Regions from separate parts of the Zea mays genome. Here region 1 is linked to region 2. A link is a contact called in public Hi-C data. All regions are on one chromosome and are shown on one strand. The core of a region is the stretch at or near the end of the contact, and the rest is flanking DNA. Distances in the headings are between cores, read along the strand shown. Region 1 holds the start of LOC103636132 (probable WRKY transcription factor 54). Region 2 holds the start of LOC103636131 (zinc finger CCCH domain-containing protein 13).

Evidence for each region. Hi-C and Micro-C count contacts between places; a contact is called where the count stands out from the background.
Region 1: a Hi-C map of ear shows a contact between it and region 2, with 3 times the contacts expected there. The contact joins the promoter of LOC103636132 here to the promoter of LOC103636131 in region 2. A contact is called at or near these places in 6 of 25 Hi-C or Micro-C datasets (bundle sheath, ear, endosperm and 3 more).

The regions. Positions count from the first base shown.
Region 1 is chr8:151,858,816-151,861,900 of Zm-B73-REFERENCE-NAM-5.0, forward strand. LOC103636132 (probable WRKY transcription factor 54) reads right to left here and starts at 1,310. Exons shown (of 3, transcript XM_008658491.4): 1 at 731-1,310; 2 at 73-198. The coding sequence starts at 1,041.
Region 2 is chr8:151,608,229-151,611,106 of Zm-B73-REFERENCE-NAM-5.0, forward strand. It overlaps LOC103636131 (zinc finger CCCH domain-containing protein 13), which reads right to left and starts at 1,373. Exons shown (of 5, transcript XM_008658490.3): 1 at 145-1,373. The coding sequence starts at 1,000.

The sequences.
Region 1 (3,085 bases), core at 60-2,559, 250 kb after region 2:
GCGCGCGCGCAGGCCCGTCTGAATTCTGAAAAAGATCGTGCGTTCGGTTGTGTGGCGGCGCGCTCCGCTGACCTTGGGTACTTGGCGCCGAGGATGTCCTTCTGGCCGTACTTCCTCCAGCTGAGGCCGTCGTCGAGGGGGCTCACGTCCTGCACGGCGCTAACCCTCACCTGGCTGCTCCACTTGGGCAGCGTCTTCCTGCGTACGCGACAAAGGCGATATGATCTCAATTCTCAAACCAAATCACAATCTGTCAGCGTCCAACCCCCGGCCCAGCCCACACTCGACAGCTTCGGGCGTTCATGCGCTCGTGGGCCGGCCTAGCCAAGAGAGTCCACCACTCACATCCCAAAAGCCAGGCTGATGGGAGGAGGGGGACTCTCCCTTTTAAGCTGCCCACGGCCCCCTTGGCTAGCCGATGTGAGACTAAAGCCGGGGCGCTGACTACCAGCCCCTGACATCCCACCCCCCTTGGGAAACCCCCCAAGGCAGGCATGAGCCAAACCGGGCTCTGATACCAGATGTCAGCGTCCAACCCCCGACCCAGGCCACACTCGACAGCTTCGGGCGTTCATGCGCTCGTGGGCCGGCCCAGCCAAGAGAGCCCACCACTCACATCCCAAAAGCCAGGCTGATAGGAGGAGGGGGACTCTCCCTTTTAAGCTGCCCACGGCCCCCTTGGCTAGTAACAGATAGGCTCTTGCTTTCACGACTCACGAGCGATCCTTACCTCTTCTTGCACTGGCCGGCCGCATTGCCGCGACCCCGAAACTCGCCGCCGGCCTGGTCCGACACGCCGCTGCGCGGACTGCCATCCCCACCTGACGGCGGCGAGTCCGGACGCCCCTCGGCGCAGCAGGACACCGCCCTGTCGATGCAGGCGCGCATGGTGCTCACCAGCGCCCGGCACCGCTGGTCCCCGCCGGCAGCGTCGCCCTGCTGCTGCTGGACCGCCATGTACGTCTCGAGCTGCCTCGCCATCTCCAGTACTCGCACCAGCTCCGCGATAAGGGTGCACTTGTCTTCCGGCACACCTTCCATCGCGGCAGGTTTGCTCCGCACCGCAGTGGTAGCTAGCTAGCTCCCGTTCTGCTGCAGGCCGGCAGCTGGCCTAGCTGACTCGCTCACTCCTCTCCTCAGCGCTAGCTGTTCGTACGAGTTGTCTCGGCGGCTGGCTGCGTACGTACGTGTTTGTGTGTGTCGTCGAGGTAGGTGATGATGCGTGTGTCAGAGCGTACGACGGAGAGGGGGGAGGGGTTCTTATAGAGAGAGAGAGCCGAGGATCGGAGACGAGAGGCACCAGTATCTTGGCGAGCCTATTGTCGTTGGGTCGGGTAGAAGAGTAGGAACTTTGACTGGACTAAGCGGAAACAAATTAGAAGGTGGTTCAATAGGATCTTTGTGCACCACTATAATAATATTCAAAGCTTTTTCAATTGGACTGGTCTTTGGTCATGGAGCTGGCCACCAAGATGTTGAGATGTTTTAGTCCAGTTCAGACTTTGACCGGTTCCCCACAGCTGGATCGCTCTTTTTGTTGTTAGTGGTTCATATCGTGCTTCTGGTCCTTTTACTGATGCTGCATAGGAGTTAATTACTTGGTCCCCTTGATCGGTTTTTCAACATAAAACCATTCTCATACTCATTAAATACGGTGACACATCACCACACTTGATAACATGTCAGTGCAATTAATAGGAGATATAGTGAGAGTTTTATGGAAGATTGATAGAGTTTTATGGGGATGAAACTCTGCGTACTCTCTCTGGTGTTCTATTGTTTGTCGTTTAGGACAATGTCACGGTCTCTAAAATATAGCTTTTTGATCATGTTTCTTTAAATACCAATAAACTCATCAATACTTTTATAAAAGTACTTTTTAAAACAAACTGGATCATATAAATATTAGGTTTCAAAACTAAATAACAAAAGCAATTATCAGTAGTAAATAACTTATAAGTTAGACTCAAACCTTGTCCAAAATGACGAATAATAGAACACTGGAGGGAGTACACGGCTACCTAGTTTAAATTTGACGGGGCAACATTAGAAACAGTGTATTAAAACTCATCACTGAGAATGGCCCGAGAGACATCTAAAAGATGGGATGATATACAACCCTGATCATCTACACCATAAATATAGTTAAAAGTCAATATGTATAGAGAGTTGTGTAGAGAGAGATTCTTCCTTAAGAGCCCGTCTAATATTGTCGGGGACCATAATTAGGGGTACCCTCAAGACTCCTAATTCTCAGCTGGTAACCCCCATCAGCATAAAGCTGCTAAGGCCTGATGGGTGCGAATAAGTCAGGGATCAGTCCATTCGAGTGACTCGACCACGCCTCGCCCGAGCCTAGCCTCGGACAAGGGCAGCCGACCCCGGAGGATTTCCGTCTCGCCCGAGGCCCCCCCTCCGACGGCGAACATATCTCCGGCTCGCCCGAGGCCCTGCCTTCGCTAAGAAGCAACCCTGACTAAATCGCCGCACCGACCGACCAAGTCGCAGGAGCATTTAATGCAAAGGTAGTCTGACACCTTTATCCTGACGCGCGCCCTCCGGCAGAGCCGAAGTGACCGCCGTCACTTCGCCGCTCCACTGACCGGCCTGACAGAAGGACAGCGCCGCCTGCGCCACTCCGACTGCAGTGTTACCTGACAGAGTGAGACTGACAGGCAGTCAGGCCCCGCCAAAGGCACCATAGGAAGCTCCGCTCCGCCCGACCCAGGGCTCGGACTCGGGCTAAGCCCCGGAAGACGGCGAACTCCGCTCCGCCCGACCCAGGGCTCGGACTCGGGCTAAGCCCCGGAAGACGGCAAACTCCGCTCCGCCCGACCCAGGGCTCGGACTCGGGCTAAGTCCCGGAAGACGACGAACTCCGCTCCGCCCGACCCGGGGCTCGGACTCGGGCTTAGCCCCAGAAGACGACGAACTCCGCCTCGCCCGACCCCAGGGCTCGGACTCCGCCCTGGCCTCTGCCGACGACCTCTGCCTCGCCCGACCCAGGAGCACGGACTCGGCCTCGGCCATGGAAGACAGACTCGACCTCGGCTTCGGAGGAGCCTCCACATCGCCCAACCTAGGG
Region 2 (2,878 bases), core at 123-2,622:
ATAATGATAGCATCATGCAAAACTCTAAATGAAATCAGGATAAGAAAACTGTAACACATTGCAGTAGGAACATGACGTATAATCGTACATAGAGCAGGAATGCTATTGGTATTGTTGAGAACATGTAGAAAATGGGCTACTCACCATTGACATCTGTATCTCTCCTATATGAGTAGGCCTCCTGTTCCGTCCTACTCATCTTCAAGCCACTCTTCCTGCTCCCGCCATCCTCATACCTCTCGTGCTTGGAATCATGATCTTTCTTGTCCCACTCCCGCTCCTTCTGCCTATCACGCTCCCTCTCATGCTCCCTGTCCCGCTCTCGGTCCCTATCTTTCTCACGCTCCCGTTCTCTCTCCCTCTCCTTCTCTCGTGCTCTTTCCTTCTCACGCTCTCTATCCCTACTCCTTCCCCTATCTCGCTCCTTCTGCCGCTCCCATTCTTCCCCCCTTTCCCTTTCGTTCTCCCTATCTCTGTTATCCTTATAATGCCCGGTACTCTCCTTCCTCCCCACATCCTTCTGTTTCTCTGACCTCCGTTTCCCAGAGTCACTCTTAGACAGAACCTCCTCAGCCCTGTCATCCACAGCCACTGCTCGTCTGCTTGACCTCTTGGACTCATCCCCTGATCCCCTGGACCTGTCGGCCAGCTTCTCCACTTCAGCATGCCCAAAGGTCTCGCTCTTGGACCTCTTGTCGACCAGGTGATCGTCACAGACGCCACTGTTCCACCGGTCGCTGACCACATCAACCACGGCCTCCTCAACCCTCTCCTTCCTCTTCTTCCCGTGCTCAGCGTACCCGTTCCCTGATCTCACGGCCTCCTGTCCCGAGGACGAGCGGCGCCTCTCAGGCTCGGGATCTCTGGAAACCCTAGCCGCCGCGGCCTCCTCGCGCGCGCCGGCGACCGGAGCCGACTCCTCGCCATCTGACTCCGACCGGTCAGCGGACCCTCCTCGCCTGTGGGACCGGTGCGACCTGTGACGCGAGCTCCGAGGCATGGCGGGCCAACCCTAACTGAAAAACTACCAGCCCAGATGCGGAAGCTGGCGACGCGGGGCCCTTGAAGCCCTAGGGCGCGCGCGGATCTAGACAGACGTGGCGGCGGGGAGAGGGGACCGCGAGCGCGCTGGGGTACGGCGGCTAGGGTTTTGGTGGGGTGCGAGAACGGAGGGGAGGCGGTGGCGGCCGGGGATGAGAGACGACGAGTTCGTGGGTGGAGAAAATGGGGAAGGAAAATTGTTGGTTGATTTTCCGGCTTTGGATTTGGAGGGTTGCCGGGACGGGTTTAGTTGGGATTTGGTCCCGGCCTGGTGGTGGTTTGCTTCGCTGCGGTGCGGTGCGGCGCGGCCGAAGGGGCGCGCGGCCGGATTGGGCACGAGAGAAAGGAGTCGAGGCGCGCCGACGCGGGTGTCTTTCGGGCTGCGTTGAGCAGGTTCCAATTTTGGAAGGGAGTTCACCTCCTCCAAATTCAAGTGTCAAAATCAAATATGTAACGCAGGATGAGAATAGACTAATGGAATGTTTGTTTCATTTACTAATGATTAGTCGATGTTTGAATATAAATTATGAATATTAAATACGGTATAATTATAAAAATAGTTACGCAGATGAATAACACAAACGACGAGTCGAATTTATTAAGTCTAATTAATTTATAATTAAAAAATATTTAATATAGCATTACAGAATTTATTAAGTCTAATTAATTTATAATTAAAAAATATTTAATGTAGCATTACATTAGCGAATCGTGCAAATTTGTCTTAATGTTTAGTTATTATCTGTGTAATTAGTTTTATAATAATTAGATTATATTTAATATTTCTAACTAGTATTAAATATCTGATGTGATGGGACAGGTATTTAGTCAGGTGAATCTAAATGGGCCCTAAATGATCCTATTACATACACTTTGAGTCATGTCCCAATCTGCGATCTTTTTTGGACCTCGGCATATGTTTTACAAATTCTCATCTCGTTTGGTTCTTTCGTTCAAGAGGTTTGAAGCGCCCTAATCCTCTGGGACTCAAATATGATATAATTACTAGTTCTATGAGGTTAGTAAACACATTTATACATCAGATGATTCCAGATCTGCTTAAACGAGACAGACCTATAAAGGTGGCGATCAACTTTAAGAGTTGGTCCACAACTCGGGACATATCATCAGAGTGGGGCTGAAGCAGCCCGATATACGCAGTGAAGCAAATTAGCGGTCTAACAGCCACGGGCAAGGTTGGAACAGGCGTAACTCTTACCCGATCAGCGATTTCTTTCTCTGAAAAACAACAAATAAGCAAGGGTGAGTCACTACCGGAAACGGGCGCTTTGCCGAGTGCCCGAAGCACTCGGCAAAGCCTTAAAAACACTCGGCAACGTCTTTGCCGAGTGTGACACTCGGCAAAGAAGGCTCGGCAAACAGTGCATCGGCAAAGTCTTTTTTGTCGAGTACTTTTTCTCGGGCACTCGGCAAAGAAAAGCGGCCGTTACGGTGACGGGTGACGGAGACGGTGTCTTTGCCGAGTGTCTTTCCAGAAGCACTCGACAAAGAATATATCTTTGCCGAGTGCCCTCTAGGACACTCGGCAAAGAGCCCGCCAGGGAGGGTCCCCATGTCAGGCTATTTGCCGAGTGCTCTGTGCGGCACTCGGCAAAGCCGGCCTCTTTGCTGAGTGCCAGAGACATAACACTCGGCAAAGTCACTAAACCGGTGCCCAGGTTTTTGCTCTTTGCCGAGTGTTTTGACCCTGACACTCGGCAAAGCGCCTCTTTGTCGAGTGTTACACTCGGCAAAGTGACCAATATATACCTTTTTTATTTGTTTTTTGTATTCCATCCACACAAACAAAAGATATCACATATATATCACATATATA